Regions from separate parts of the Rattus norvegicus genome. Here region 2 is linked to region 1. The links are chromatin contacts, called in public Hi-C maps. All regions are on one chromosome and are shown on one strand. Each heading gives the region's core, a stretch centred on a gene start, on an enhancer-like site or on the middle of the called end of the contact. The rest is flanking DNA. Distances are from core to core; before and after follow the strand shown.

Region 1 (4,196 bases), core at 733-3,232:
GTGTAAGTCCGCCTCTGGTCCCAATTTGAATTTTTCTAGTATTGACTTCAACATTCATTTCTTTAATGAGCTAATAATATACCTACTGGGAATGTGATTATCATTTGTGAGTTGATTGGTTTTGAAAAACATAATTTTCTTTCTTGCTTGAATTATCTCATTCCTTCAGGTCAAGTTACTATATTTGAAGCTTTTACTTCTGTACTCTTTTTTTCTCACTGTTTTTTTTTTTTCCCTCACAAGTCTGGTGTCCCTTGTTTATTCCTGTGAATGAATTGAAATTAACAGATAATTTGATAGAAATAGTTTTGTGCATTCTTCTCCAATTATTTAGGTTTGTTTTTCTCCTTAAATAGAATCACCAAGAGGAATCCTATCTAAGATGGTGAGACTTATATACTGTATGATGTCTCTAAAGGACCTCCAGTGGACACAAAAGTCATTTCAAGGAAGGGCGGAGTATATAACAACCAGGAGGCCAGGGTAAGGGTAGCATGCATCACAGTAGTCAGGCAGCGGGCACAGACTCAAGTCCTAATTTCTAATAGCCTAACATATGTACCATACTGATTCCTACTACATATACCAAAATACACACACACACACACACACACACACACACACACACACACACACACACACACACACGTTCTCCACTTTATTCTTTGAGATGAGATCTCTTACTGGCTAGTCAGCCAGCCCTAGGATCTCTTCCTGTCTCCACCTCTGAGTGCTGGGACTACAGGTGTACATGGGTCCTGGAGATTGGAACTTGTTGAGGTAAAAATAAAAAATAGGCTCTATTGGCTCCTGCGAGCCACCGTTCCACGATGCCCCCACCCTGGTATTCTTGGACCCAGGTGGTCGCCCCCTATTGTTAGTTCTGGCACCGTAGCACCATATAGAACATACATTAATTTATCTCAGCAGCAGCTGGTTCCAGTGTGGCACCACGCCACGTTAGCCTAGCTATCTTCTAGGCCAAGCGGTCTCTCCACTCCCATTGCTAGTCACCCTGGCCAGCCCTGGCAAGCTGGGAACTCTGGTCCCAGCTACCTGGTAAAATCGTGACTCAACAAACTGTAACCCAACAATCAGATTTATATGTTAAATTCTCAATCCACAATACAACCAATTAATAAGGATGTTAATCGCCCACCTAATCCATCCCAACTACCTTGGCAATTCAAGACCACCCAGATCTGGGTCATCTTTCTGTCTCTCTCCATCTTGATCCTCCACCTCCTCCTCCTCTTCCTCCTCCTCCTCCTCCTCCTCCCCACCTCCTCCTCCTCCTCTTCCTCCTCCTCCTCCTCTTCCTCCTCCCCCCTCCTCCTCCTCTTCCTCTTCCTCCTCCTCCTCCACCTCTTCCTCCTCCACCTCTTCCTCCTCCTCCTCCTCCCCCTCCTCCTCCTCTTCCTCCTCCTCCTCCTCCTCTACCTCTTCCTCCTCCTCTACCTCCTCCTCCTCCTCCTCCTCCTCCTCCCCCTCCTCTCCTGCCTTATTTTTATTACTGTCCAATCATGGCCTTGACCTAACTGGTGCTAGCCCTCACCTGCATATCGACATCAACCTATGGGAACTCAGTCCTCATGCTCGTGCTGCAAGAGCATTACTGACTGGGGCACCTCCCCCATCCTGCTGTGCCTCTTAGAAAGCTACAAAAAAGATTAGAAAACTCCAAATGAAATGAGAAAGATATAGAGATCATGTGCAGAATCACCGCACTGCTCCCAATACATGTGTACAATTGTCAACTGCCAATTAAGAAAGGGCAGGGGAGCAGGCAGGCATCCGAGGCAGCTGTGGAGGAAGTGGAGAGGCAGGTTCAGCTTGTTTGACTGTTGTCTGAGTTTACCATAGAGATTTGGGAGTTTCTCCTCGTAGGTCACAAGACCCTTGCAGTAACCTGCTCTGAGCTGACGGCTTGCTTCTGACAGGCAGTACCCTGGCTTTTATCCTGAGGGCAAAGTCTCACCTGCCACACTGTTTACACAGGTCTTGGGAAAGGGGCCCAGATGTCCCCAGGCACAGAATCCAGCTCAGTAATGAGGCCACTGATAATTGCCTCACAGCCCATCACAGCATTGTTGACAGAATCCAGAGCCTTTCTGGGGTCCCCAGGGAAGGCACAGAGCTCATTCTTGTGCCCTGGCCGGCAGCTCCTTCTGAGCATCCACCATCTCTCCACCCAACTGCTTTCTCAAAGTTTCCTCTTTGCTGAAACCACACTCTCTCCTTCGTGATTGGCATGATTGTTTCGTTTTCTTTAAAACTATCTTTTGGGTCGGTGAGATGGCTCGGTGGGTAAAGGTGCTTGCAGCCAAGCCTGACCAGCTGAGTTTGAGTTGTCCTGTGATCTCCTCATGCAGGTGGTGACACTGCATGTGGGCATACATGTGAATCTTCATACATACTTCATACATACTTCATACATACTTCCACATGCATTTACAGTGTAAATAAAGTTACTCATCTAGTCAATTCTCTCTGGAGAAGTTAGTCTTCCATAAATTATTAGCGAATTTCTGGGTTTCATGCTTGATTATGTTTTACTCTGTTTATAATTATTAAAAAATAATGTTGATGGACAATGGCGGCACAAGGCTTTAATCAAAACACTCAGGAGGCAGAGGCAGGTGGATCTCTGAGTTCCAGGACAGCCAAGGCTTCACAGAAAAACCGTGTCTTGAAAAACTGAAAAACAAATGAACGAATGAACGATAGACAGACAGAAGGTAAAATTTAAAATAAAGAATTTAAAGTGACATTAAGATTACCTTACAGAATTATCTGTCGTGGTTACTCTGCCCCTTCCCCTGGAATTATGTGTGCCATCCAATGCCACAGCTAGGGATGACCACACGCTTGCCGAGGCCCTGTCTTCGGTGCAGTTCTCTAAGAAGTACCAGTGAACTCTCAATCCCCAAGCACATAAATGGCTTGTTTCCTCCTTTTCTCCTTGGTTCTGGGAGTTGAGCCCAGTACCTTCCTATGACTAAACTTTGTCTCTGAGCCATACCCCAAGCCCATATAATTTAGGGTCCTCTATTTGAGATTTCCATCTTTAAAAGAGGGTTTAAAGAAGTACTTATCTTAAGACAAAAAGAACTGCAGAATGTCTGATTGCACAAAACAGAACCCTAGCCCTGAAATGAACCATGTTCTCAGATGAGTGAAGCGAGATCAGATCTGGGCTGTGCTGGGGAGTTAGCTCAGTGGTAGACTGCATGTGGGAGAACTTAGGTTCAATTCCTAGTTAAAACACAATCAGGGCTCTGTCACTCATGAACCGTGAACAAATATTTACAATTTCTAAACCTCAGTTTTTTGAACCTTAAAATGACCATAATAATAGTACCCATCAGGACAAATTTTTTTTTTTGGAGCTGAGGACCGAGGCGAACCCAGGGCCTTGTGCTTGCTAGGCAAGCACTCTATCACTGAGCTAAATCCCCAACCCCATCAGGACAAATTTTATTTATTTAAAATTATTCTTTAACACTGACCCAATCAAACAAAAAGGGCCTTGTTAGATGTCAACATTCATTATTGACATCTACACATGGTTACAGAACACACACTCCAGAGACAGCTCAGCAGTTAAGGGCACTGGGTGCTCTCTCAGAGGACCTGTGTTTGAGTGCCAGCACCCACGTGGCAGCTCACAAGTCTATAACTCCAGTTCCAAGAGTTCTGATGTCTTCTGCTGGCCTCCACAGTCACTGCATGCACACGGAGGCAAATCATTCATACGCATGAAATAAAAATTTAAAGAAAGGGGTTGGAGAGATGGCTCAGTGGTTAAGAGCACTGGCTGCTCTTCCAGAGGTCCTGAGTTCAATTCCCAGCAACCACATGGTGGCTCATGACCATCTGTAATGAGATCTGATGCCCTCTTCTGGTGTGCATGAAGACAGTGACAGTGTACTCATATAAAAAAAAATTAATAAAAAAAATTTTTTTTTCTTTTTTTTTTTTTTTTTTCTTCGGAGCTGGGGACCGAACCCAGGGCCTTGCGCTTCCTAGGTAAGCGCTCTACCACTGAGCTAAATCCCCAGCCCCCAATAAAAAAAATTTAAAGAAAGAAAGTTTTAATGACAATTCTGCAATTGACGGCTAATCCCCTCATCTTAAGCTATCAGTAAAGTTCTCAGGAATATTCATTACTTTCTGGTCCCATCTGGTGGTCTTTT
Region 2 (4,196 bases), core at 844-3,343, 50 kb before region 1:
GAAAGTTAACATTTGCCACCCCGTTTTTAAATGGCTCAACTTAAAATGTGTTGTTTTAAATGAATGAAAATTCTGGACTCTCACCATCACTCAACATTTCAAAACCTACTATATCAGACTGTACATAATTTTATATTAAGAGATTGAAAAACTGAAAATAAAAATCTTTAAGTCTTTCAACCACTCACCAGAGATTAAAAACTAGCTAATAATTAATTCTTCTCTTGGGAATGGTGAAGCAAGGAACAAAACTCAGTTGGTGAACTTTTCTCCCATCCCCCAACCCCCAAACCCCAACTACTGCCTGCTACTAAGAGAGGCAGAAAGCAAACCTGTTGTCCCTAACCACTGCACAAAAATGAAGCTGTGTAATCTCCACCCAGGTAACGACAATTCCCACAAAATTAAGATTTAATGTGTTTTTCCGCACAGCAAAATCTATTAAATCTATCCTACAAACATCTGAGCTCCTCCTACATTCTCTCCTTGTATGAAGCTACATTTGAGCAAACCAGTATGTAGGACCCACAGAGGCAAGGGCTTCACATCTAAGTGTCACAATCAAACTCCTTCTCCTGTAGACAAGCTAAAGACTTCCTAGTGACAACGGGAGTTATGTTCCAAAATACAGTTTTCAAAGGGATTTATGCAAAGAAAGCCAGTGTGGTTCTTTTCACAGCATACTGACAATTTGAAAAGGAGTCTGCATTTTGTCATATTTGAAGAAATTATTATGAAAGATAAGGTACACCCTGGTGCAAGTGACAAAACTCTAAAGATACAAACAAACCAACAACGCAGTCCTAAACATTAGGCTCTCTTTTCAGATCTGATGGGGCTGTTTTGCCAAGCAGATTAAGCCATTATTTATGCAGCAAAATGAACAGGGCAATTGTTTATTCTGAGCTCCGTCACAGTTTTATAAGTATTCTATAAAAAAAAAAAAAAGATGCTTGGTCAACAATAGATTGCAGTGTCCAAGTACTCTTTCATCACATGAACCCTTGTTATCTTGGGCTTTTACATTTACATCATGCAAATCTTGGTGCCTCCACACAGCCAACAAGGCATCTCTCTCACTCCTCTTTTTACAAATCTGAACTGAACTTTAAAAAAAAAATTATGAACTTGACCTCTAAACACACTTCCAATGAAAAACCACTCCTGGGGGGTTGGGGAGGGGGGCAAAACCACCCAGAATCCTGGCAACGTTTACAGAAACATCTGTGTAGGTGCAGACGTGCTATTTCAACTGAAATAACGTACTGCTCCCTTTCTAACTTAGCTGGGAGATGGGAGTTTGGGAGCCCCGAAAGGTAGAAATGCTTAGTTTCCCGGTGGGGGTCTGCTAACACTGCGCCAGCGACTCCGAGGAGCGGGCAAGTCGGGGGACCGGGAGGACACGGGCAGCCGACTGCAGCCCCAGGTAAAGACGGCTGGGAGCTCGGGCCTGGCCTCGCGGGCTCGAACGGTGGGACCGGGCAACGCGACGGCCTTTCCGCTGCTAGGGTGTCCGCACGCTCTCTAGTAATCCAACACCCCGACTTTCAAACAGGAGGCCGGGGGAGAAGTTCTAGCCTTGCCGCCCCCCGTCCCCGGGTTGCGAGAGAGCATGCGACCTACGCTCCACGCGGCCCCCGGGGGCGCGCCGGGCCGAGCCCGGGGCCCAGTCCAAGGCGGCGGGAACCCGCACCGCCCGACGCACCGGGCGGCCAGGCCGACGGTGGGCGGCGCGGAGCTGCGGGAGACTCCGGGTGAGTGGCATGGCTCAGCCGTTAACGATCGCGGCGCCTCTCGGGCGGCCAGGCGCGAGCCCGTCTGTGAGGCGCGCCAGGCCCCGGGTCGCGGCGCCACAGCCCGGCAACTTCTGGCCGCCACCTCAGCGCCTCGGTGGGGAGAGCAGCACCCGGGCCTGGGACGGGGAGCGCGCCGAGCAGGGCTTACCCCAAAAATGAGCGGCTCCTTCCTTGCCCGCCGCCGGCTGGCTGAGGCGGGGCTCGGCGGGGGCGTCGCGGCTGGCGGCGAGCGAGCGGAGAGTCGGCGGTGCGAGCCCTGGGCCGCCTGAGAGAAGACGCGCCGCAGCCGCCGCAGACAGCTCGGCAATATGGCCGCCCGGCGCCTCCTCGGGGGGGAAGGCGGGGCCGCCCCGCGCCCCCTCCTCCCGCGGCCCGCCAGTGGCGGGGCGAGGCCGGGACTCGAGCGCCAACACCGCGGCCGCAGCGAGAGCGTGTCCCCCGGCCGCCCCCGGGGGCTTGGCGCCACAGGCGGAGTGGAGTGGGCCTCAGCCGGGGGACGCGCTGCGGGGCCTTCGCGAAGCCTTCCCGAAGCCTTCCCGAGGGACGAGGACGCCGCGGGTCAGCCCGAGTCCGAAGCCCGCAGTGAACGAAGCGGAGCCGCGCGGCCCGAAGCTCGCCGTGCGCCCGCCGCCAGCCCCCGCCCCGCGCGTGGAAACTTGAAACTCCCGCTGGTGCCAGGGAACTCACGGAGGGCGTTTCCAGCGCCCCCGAGGTGGAGCTGTTCCCAGGAGGAGGGGGAACCGGGCAGCCGCTCCAGGGTGTAGTTCGGTGCTAGGCTGCAGGATCCCGGGCTAGGAGAGGGAAATAGGCCCAGTGTTTGCAACAAAAGAACATTAATTTATGCGGATTTTTAACCAACTAGAAAGGCTGGCTGGTTTTAATTTTGCAGTGTTTTTTAAGTTCCATCAAAACGTCAGTGGGTATAACCCCATAATGAGATCGGATTATTTGATGGTGGTGGTGTTAGCAGTGATACTCCTTGGCAGTTAGAAGGAGTAGGTTAGGAAGAAAAAGTTGGAAGTAGGGCCCAAAGAACAGCCAACCCTAAATTATTGTAGACTTGGAGAAAGTTAACAGTCTGACCATCATCTCACTGTATCCACTCACTAGAGAGACACAGTGGCTGGCTTCTTCTGAGGTTATCTCGGTGCTGCCAGCCCTTGGTACTTTCTGCTGGGATTTGGAGTAACACTTGGTGTAACTTGTACACACAGCAACGGTTCAAACCTTACTAGCCTGCTGCATTCCATTTACAGTGCTTAACTCACTATCTCTTTCGTAAACGAACTTTCAATACAAATATGACGCGAGTGTACTTAATTCTTACAGGATAAATAAAGTCATCTTCAGGGCAATCTTAGACTTGCCTTTGCCGAGACAGTAGCTTTTCCAGGGACTCTGCAAATCCTTTCACTAAGCTTCCTCTTCATCGAGCTACCACCATCACCCTCAGAGACCTCACTAAACAATTAAAAAGCCCCGAGAGACTCCAGGTTAATCTCAGAAGTCTTTAGATTGCAAATTCCTCAAGGATGGGAACCAGGTGTGTGCTTTGTAACCAAACAGGTTTATGTGGTTCTTAGAGACCACCAAGAGAATACTTGCTTGACCCCTCTCTCCACGGGTGCAACACAGATAGGGGCAGTAAAAATGTTATGTGAATCCCTAAGTAGTACACTAGTCAAACTGAAGTGGGTGGGACACTTTGCAACTGAAAATGGAGCATTCACTCTTGGTCTTATGTTCAGAACAGTGAAGTGCTTTCACGTGACTACCTCCCTCAATGATTACAACAACCCGGACTCAGGGTAAAAGCTATCATTGGCATTAAAGTAAACTAAGGAATAAAGGGGAGCTTCAAAAAAAGTTATTCGTCAATGTAACCTGGCTAGGAATTGGCGGAGCCATGACCAAACCCAAATGCATGTTTGACTCAAAAGCCTTGATCTTATCCTGTCCTGCAATAACAGATGCAACCCAAGTTGTAACATCTCAGTGTCTATCATATTAGTAAATAAGTAAAAGAATTCAAGCTGCTAAGATCAAAAGGGTACTCTCAAATACTGTGAATGGGGGTGTGAATGGAAACAAATACTTTAGGAAGCAATTTGGTGGGGTGAGTTCATAGTTAAGAAGGTCCGGGGGCTGGGGATTTAGCTCAGTGGTAGAGCGCTTACCTAGGAAGCGCAAGGCCCTGGGTTCGGTCCCCAGCTCCGAAAAAAAAGAACCAAAAAAAAAAAAAAAAGAAGGTCCACAACTCAAAACACATAACTCCATATTTGGGATTCTTTGTGAAGGATATACTCTGAAATAGACTAAAAAAGTCCATCACAATAATACCTATTAGATACAAAAATTAAAGAGGGAACACACATGCCATTGCTTTATTTTGCTCTTCGC

What was found. Hi-C and Micro-C count contacts between places; a contact is called where the count stands out from the background.
Region 2: a contact with region 1 is called in a Hi-C map of liver, with 5 times the contacts expected there. The contact joins the promoter of Rdx here to the enhancer-like site in region 1. A contact is called at or near these places in 10 of 12 Hi-C or Micro-C datasets (the A7r5 cell line, the Rat2 cell line, Schwann cells and 5 more).

What each region holds. Positions count from the first base shown.
Region 1 is chr8:61,223,512-61,227,707 of GRCr8, reverse strand. No RefSeq gene overlaps it. Among named protein-coding and RNA genes, the nearest start is that of Fdx1, 42 kb to the right of the region's middle. Within about 2 kb of position 1,982, at least 4 of the 93 cell types and tissues checked have an H3K27ac peak or open chromatin away from gene starts, as enhancers often do. A contact at or near this core is called in hepatocytes and liver, where this site is marked.
Region 2 is chr8:61,273,689-61,277,884 of GRCr8, reverse strand. It overlaps Rdx (radixin), which reads right to left and starts at 2,093. Exons shown (of 14, transcript NM_001005889.2): 1 at 1,945-2,093.